Linked DNA regions of Zea mays: region 1 is linked to region 2. The links are chromatin contacts, called in public Hi-C maps. All regions are on one chromosome and are shown on one strand. The core of a region is the stretch at or near the end of the contact, and the rest is flanking DNA. Distances in the headings are between cores, read along the strand shown.

Region 1 (3,419 bases), core at 910-3,409, 380 kb after region 2:
ACAAGCTCCATCCCTGGTCAAGAAGTAGAAGATACGGAGGATGCGGCCAAACTAATCTCTAGAGTACCTGCGCAGCACAGCAATAACATATAACAGATCAGACCCAAAGAGAGCCAAATGTGGCCGGCTACCATATACTGTACTTTAAAACTGAAGAAATCCCGGTTGGCTGTCTCTGGTGACACTGACAGACCACATCAGAAAGAGCTGAAAATATAGAGAGACATGTTCTCTCTATATTTTTCAGAATTTGCCACGGAGATCATACATGCAAGCAAGGAACATGTAACATGCTCATACAATCAACTGAGGAACATGTGGCGTGATTTCATGGCTGATCAATCAAATTAGAAATAAAAATATTGCAAGTGATTAACAGCTCATAGAGAAGTACAAGTACCCATGTGATGTTTCAAATTAAACTCCATTTTTTTCTATGGATCATCCTCTGCTCAAAAATAAAACATTAAAACTGGAGTAGTGGAGGTAGTAGGTATACGCATGAGTGGCGCAGAAGTGCTCACATAAAAATTGCTTGACATCGACAAGCAGTAACCACAGGATAAAACTTCGTCCCTCCAAATGGGAGCAGGCACAGCTAACCTCCGTCCTCAGCACCCCCCCCCCCAGCACATTAATTCCTCTCAAGTACCAGGGGCACCATATAAATGGCATGCAGTTACACCACACCCTAAAACTTGCTTGGTAGTATGATGATCCATGGCGTACACTGTATCCATCAACAGCACATCTAAAGGCGTTCCTTGTCTTAACGACACAAGGAGGGACAGGGCAGTACCGTCGTACTGACTGTACGTGCTTGGTTTGCTTAAGCTGAAAGGCTGATAAACAGCTAGTATTACTGTTTCACCGCCGTCTCCTGTCAAACAAACGGACAGTGGCCAGCAAGAACGTGGGCGCCGGTACTCGCAAAACAGGTTCTGAACTAGGAAGGACGGCTGATGCATCTTTGCTCCGTAGCGAGAGAGGTGAACAGAGTGCAGGTACAGAAGCAGTAATAAGTACAGGAGCAAAGATGAAAGAGATGAAGAGGACTCTTGAACCACATGATTAATTACTGTAGTAAAAGAAAAGTGCCATTAAAAACAAAAGTCGCAGCCGCGCCCACGCTGCAAAAGAGCGGTAGTAAAGCCCAGCCGAAAAGGATGACCTTAAATGCGTTCTTCATCACCGGCGTAAAGAACGGCCGGGTGCAACGGGAAAGAACGGCCGGGTGCAACGGGAAATCGCTTTGTTGCTATGCTGCCTTTAACACGGCAGCAAAGGAAAGCTATGTATGGGTTAGAGAGAGAGAGAGAGAGAAACAGGAAAGGAAGTTGCATCCATCTTTCCTTTTCCTCTGTCAAGGCAAGAAGTAATTAAAACCAGGAACCAGACACGCTTAATCTACACCAACAGTAATTTAAGCTGAAAAGAATCTCCAAGCGAAAGATACTACATGATCACTTTGGCCCAGAAAAAAAAGGCAGGAGAAGAGAAGTGGAGGGAAGCACCGGATTCCTCACCTCAGGCGCAGCGCAGAGACCAGCAGCACGCAGCATCCACCATCCAAGGCCTCGCGTGAAGCATCCAAGCACTGCCACCACCACCCGACCTCTCACCCAGGCACAGACGACAGAGGAGGTCTCTCCTATCGTGTGCTTCGATCCCAGGCAGTCTGTCTCGGAAGGAGCAGCAGGGAGCGAGGAACGGGAACGGGCCAATGCGAAGAGAGGCAGGTCGAGAAAGAGAAGACGACGGCCGGGAAGATTATATACTTGTGTACTCCAGGCCCGCGACCCCAGGAAGAAACGGGCCAAGCAGCGAGAGGCAGCCGACGAGGCACCAACCGACGGACCGAAACTAGAAACAAGGTTAGGTGAGGTGAAGAGGACCCGGGGGCCGGGCAAGCCGCCGCTCTCAACGGGAACGAGAAGGACCGGGGAGGCTGTGGACTGGAGCGTGGTGGAGCATCAGGCCGAGGCGCGACGCTGCCCCGCTTGCTAGAACGGCAGCGGATGAGACAACGAAGCGGAGCGGACGACGGGCAAAGGGAGGAGGAGGAAGAGCAAGGACGCAGGCAGGCGAGAGGAGGCGCGGCTTGACCTGTTCGAGAACGGGAGGAGGGGGCAGCAAGGCGAGGCGAGGCGAGGCGTCAAGGGAAAAAAGGCTGCTGGCTTTGCTCCTCCTCCTCACACTTGTCCGTTTCCATTAACACACGACGGCTTGTATGCCTTTGGTTTGGGGGGCGGAGGCGGACGTGGAGGACTCGCTCGACTCTCTCTCTCTCGGTCGGTAACGCGTGGGCGCTACAGTTCCCTTTTCCATGCCCGCCTGCCTGCCTGCGTGCGCCGCGTGCCTACTACGCATGGAAGCTAAAGAAACAGTGCCCTTCCCAGAGCAGGGCTTAACTCTTCGTGGCCATCAATGGTCGGTCGAGAACGGCAAACGTTGTAGAAACAGTGCCCTGCTCGAGTTTAATGGGCAGGGCCCAAGCCCAAGGGGGAAGGGAGGGAAGGGAAGAGGCGGAGGCGTTATTAGCTGACCGAAGGGTGGACCGCGGGCAGCAGGAGCCCCGGAATCAGCTACAAAACGGGTTAATAACGGAAGCGAGCGACGATCTGGTGACCGGCGAGAGTGGCGTGGGAGAGACGCGGCACGGCAGGCCATGTGAAAGTGAAGTCGGGAGACCGAACCGATGGACCGCAGCGGCGGCGGAGACCTGGTTGGGGTTGGGGGAAGGGACGGGACTAGAAAAACCAGGCCCTGGCGCGCGCGGACGCGGATCTGCTCGGGGGCTCAGTTCTTGGCACGCGTGATTGCGTGCTTCCGATGCTGTGAGGAGGAGGAGAAGAAGAAGAAAAGAGAGAGGTTCGCGGTTGCGGTGCGGGAATTATTCCCCGTTGCTTCCGCCAATTCCCACTCGCACTCGGGGTTCGCGGCTGCTGCTGCATCGTGCTCGTGGCCGAACGTTGCGGCTGGGACTCGGGCGCTAGCTCCCTCGCCGTAGTGGCCCAGTGGGTGGGCCGGCGGACAAGGACAGGAACAGGAGGAGGACGAGGAGGGGGGTGGTGTCGTGTGGCGTCACGAGCGGAAGACGGTCCTTTTTTTTTGTTTGTCGGCATCGTCCTTGAGTTTAGCTTTTACACCTTGCAAAGACAACATTGCAGTATGGACGCTACTGGGCCGGTCAGCCCTCTGGAACAGTTGTAAGCACGAGCACACAGACGCACAATCTCGGTTGGGATCGGGGAGCCACAGCGACATTGAACGAACGGTCCAAGCGACCGTGCAGGAAATGTAGGCGCTAGCTTGGATGACGATGGCGAGAAGGAGAAGTGGATATGACGTGTACGTCTAGTCATGCAGCCCCGGCGGCCTCGAGGCGCCCACCGCTAACGGCCACCTCCGGAGACCCG
Region 2 (3,959 bases), core at 12-2,511:
AGCAGCTAAAAGAAGAGGAATCATAAGTAACTTTGACATATCGAGTCCTTACTTCTGAGATGGTTGAAGAGGTGGTCATTGATGAACCGGGACGTCTCAGGACCGCCATGGCCATCATAGACGCCGACGAAGGTGCCCTGCGGGCCCGGGTCAGCCAGGGAGAGCGATCCGGACTCCACTTGGCTCTGGTCCTCAAGCAGCTGGTTGGCCTGCACCACGGCCATGGAGAACTCCCCAGTGACGAGCTGACCGGCGTCCTTGTACCAGAGGAGACCGTCCTGCCGGCCGGCGGCGTCGGGGCCCTTCCCCCTGTGCCCGTCACCCGATCGCGGGCCCCAGCAGGAGCTGAAATAGTCCATCACCGCGGCCAGCATCCCTCATCTCATCGCCCTCCTCTCCACGCGGTTTCTTGACGGCATCCTCAAGGGACCCAGGTCGCTCTTATAGTCTTTCTCTCCGCACCGCCCTTTCAGGCTCTTCCTTCCTCCCCTGCGCAACTAAAACAACAGATGCAATCAAATCAAAACGAGTTTTAAAAAAAGGCAATAATTTTTGTATGCGGTTAAGCTGGTGGATCGTATCGTATGCTGGGATCCAAGAAAACTTGCGGCCAACTCATCATCTCGTATGCATCAAGCGTCGTCCAGTGTAGGCGGCAGAAACAGATCAAGGGACAAGAGGCGACAGTTGAATTTGAAGCTTAACAGTCGGACCTAAGACTACACGATTACTCCAGTGGCGGTCGGACAGTTTAGCAACGGTGGACGGATGGGGAGGGAGAAGAAAAAGGGCTCACCTTTTCCCTGAGAACTCCCCTGTCAACTTCGTGCTCGGATTCCTGGAGTCCACCCAGCAGGTGGCTCGGATCTGGAGAACAATCAAAGCCCCGGCACACCAATAGCTAGGATTAGTTGGACTGGCGGCTGCTCTCCCGGATCAAAGAGAATCAAGCTAACAAGCTGGATAAAAAAAAACTCCTTTTGCCCCCCTTGAGCTCTCTCTCTCTCTCTCTCTCTCTCTCTCTCCACTCTCCCTCCGGCAGGCAGCTCTGCCCAATCTGCGTGTTGAAGATCGGCTCCGAGGTCTCTACTCTCTGATGCAGAGACTAGTATGCGCACAGGTGAGAACAGGCGCAAATCTAAGGAGACAAAAAAAACCCTAATAAAAGAAGGGGGAGGAACAATCGAGGAAGGGGAAGGGAGGGAGAGGTCAGAGCCAGCAAGGCAGGGCGCAGAGATGGGCTCTACCAATCCTGATTTGTGTGTGACCACTGACCAGTGGTGTCGTAGGCCTTCGTTCGGTCCCTAAAATCAGTTTCCACGTTGGATTCACCCACTGCAACAAAAGCACCCTTTTTTATTGCCTTTCTTATTTTGATGGTGGTGGAAGTATTATTTCTGTACTGCCATAATAATACTTCCACAGTCAGGGCCCTTGCAATGTACGCCAGCATTTTCCAGATACAGATTGTAAGTCATTTAAATCAGCGACACGGTCTTAAAATAAAGATTTATCTAATAGTTTTTGTTAAAATATAAATAAACTCTTATTACATTTATAGCTTTGTAAAAATACTTTTTGAGACAAATCGATGCATATGACTATTAGATTTCGACACTAAATAACAAAATGGTTATTTGTAGTTAATTTAAATCTTGTCTAGAACAACTTATAATTTAGATCTAGAAGGAGTAGTTCACATACTCTTTTAACAAATAATATTGTAGAAAATCAGACGTTGGGTAACCTATGAACTATATATGTTCTTTCGACAAATATTGCAGAAAACCACATACATTCCAACATACTCTCTTCTCTCTCCATTTTTACACGTATTGGTTTTATGCAGAATGAAATATTTCTAACTTTAATCATTGGTTTTAAAAATAAATATATTAATAACATAAAACTTGTGTTTTTAGATTTACTACAATAAAAAGAACCAGTTTCCACTGTTGTCGTGCTTCAACACTTTTGCAATAAAACGTTATATTTATTAATAATTAATACGTGGTCCAACACTCCCCATCCCGGCTCCCTCTCTCCCACGGCGACAATAGAACCGCCATGTCGTCGGGTCGCCCGTCCGCCTCGCGACGTCCCTAGCCTAGTGACGCGTCCCGATGACCCCACCACTCTCTTGGCTCGATGGGGACATCCGCGCCGTCCTGCATGCTCTTGGCCCTAATATCAACGTTGTTCTTGTTCCTCCCCTCATTCACGCCCACCAGCGCACGCGAGGTCGCGCTGGACGAAGAGGTGGCAGAGTATAAGTCCACCTATGCTATGAAGTTAACTGGGATAGGGATGACTGGAAAGAAAATGAGAGGATCCACTACAGTTGCGGGAAGGATAGAGACATGGAAGGGAGGGGACATGGGGAGAGGGAACATGCACCGACTTAGAGAGAGGGAAATGAAACGATAGCGGAGTAACCGGAGCCGCTTGGAACAACGTTGTGTCGAGAAAGAGGAGATGGAAGCGAGTAAGTACACATAAGGTAGTAAGAATACAATTATTAACCTAAATAGATTGTACGAGTCACTCATCAAATATGATTGTGTGATTTTTATGACATATATGACTTATGTGTCATGAAACTATATTTTATTTAAATGATGGGTAAAGATGCAAATAGTTAATTTAGAGCAAAATAACGTGACATCGAAAAAGAACCGAGGGGTAATATTCAGAAAAAGTGGGTCCTGCTAGACTGCTAGTTAGTGTTATTGTTATAGTTCGAAATGATGAGCTTTTATTTCTCTTATAACACTTCTCATGACTTGGGATCTTTCAGTCTTTTTTATAAGCTAGGACGATTTGACGAAGGCAAGCAGGCAGCAGCGAAGTAATAAAGGTTATATAAAGCGCTTGGCACGGCCACGCCGGTGAGCTGCATGGCGTCGGTGAGCACCGGGGGGCGCGTCGTGCCGGTCTCGCCGGGGGGGTCAAGTGGGGGTGCGCGAAGAAAGGGTCTGGCCGTCTGGGAGAAAATGTGTGGGATTTTGATTTGATGGCGAGAGCGACCAGGTTAGGTCGTGACAGTGCGGAGTGGTCCAGCTTCCAACGCCGAGCCCGACCCCGGCACTAGCTAGCTAGTCCAACCCAGCTCGCGCCTCTCTCTGGGACTGGGAGCCTCGTCTCGTGCATGGCGGCCCCATCAGCGCGGACGAATGCCTGGCTGTCCTGGCCTAATTAATCGCGCAACTAGCCGACTAGTATGCGCCTGTCGGGTGGGGCTGCCGGGGGTTGCTGGGGGTGGACTGGTGGTGGCATTTCCTTTCGCTCCGCGCCAGGCCCGGCCAATCTCCAATCACCCACCCGTAGCGTAGTGCGCCCGCGGGGTCGCACGGACCGGCACCGTGTCGTATCTGCATGCGCAACGGGACAGGCCCTCGGAGGCCCGCCTGCCGCCTCTACTGGCCTGGCCACCCCGCCAGCCTGACCGGCGAACCCGCCGACCAGTCACAACTCACGTAGTACGTACGTGGGGCTCGCTCGCTCAGTCGGCAGTCGCTCTCGTCCGGCCATGTAAAACGTGCGTGCGTTGGAGAGTAGTAGTAGAGACGACTGCGGGTGCGGGACAGGGCGGCGGGCGCGCATGCATGCGAGATGTTCCGGCCGGTTCCTTCCTCGGCCACTGGAGCTGGACCCGGCCTGTGCCCTCTCTGTGTCTTGTTGCCAGCAGGTGTCCAGTGGCCTAGATGGACGGATATGCATGGGTCCTGCTGTCTGTCGTCCTCCTAGTCGCCAGGGACGCTGGCCGGCCGCCGGCCGAGGTGCAGTGCAAGGCTGGAACGGCGGACGACGCTGCTGCAGTGCGGAGAGAAAACCCAGCCGAGCAGAGCACGCGCTCAAGCTCAAGTAACACCGCCTCCGAGCACCAGCTTGCAAACAGAATCGGACAGTGACGCGTGACGACCGGCCGGCTCGTCCTTGCCGCTGCCGCGCGCCACCGT

What was found. Hi-C and Micro-C count contacts between places; a contact is called where the count stands out from the background.
Region 1: a contact with region 2 is called in a Hi-C map of ear, with 2.6 times the contacts expected there. The contact joins the promoter of LOC100278544 here to the promoter of LOC100286089 in region 2. A contact is called at or near these places in 2 of 25 Hi-C or Micro-C datasets (ear and tassel).

The regions. Positions count from the first base shown.
Region 1 is chr1:8,604,566-8,607,984 of Zm-B73-REFERENCE-NAM-5.0, forward strand. It overlaps LOC100278544 (DUF3527 domain protein), which reads right to left and starts at 2,160. Exons shown (of 3, transcript NM_001151784.2): 1 at 1,527-2,160; 2 at 1-67. The coding sequence starts at 11.
Region 2 is chr1:8,225,426-8,229,384 of Zm-B73-REFERENCE-NAM-5.0, forward strand. LOC100286089 reads right to left here and starts at 1,262. Exons shown (of 5, transcript NM_001414391.1): 1 at 797-1,262; 2 at 53-489. The coding sequence starts at 374.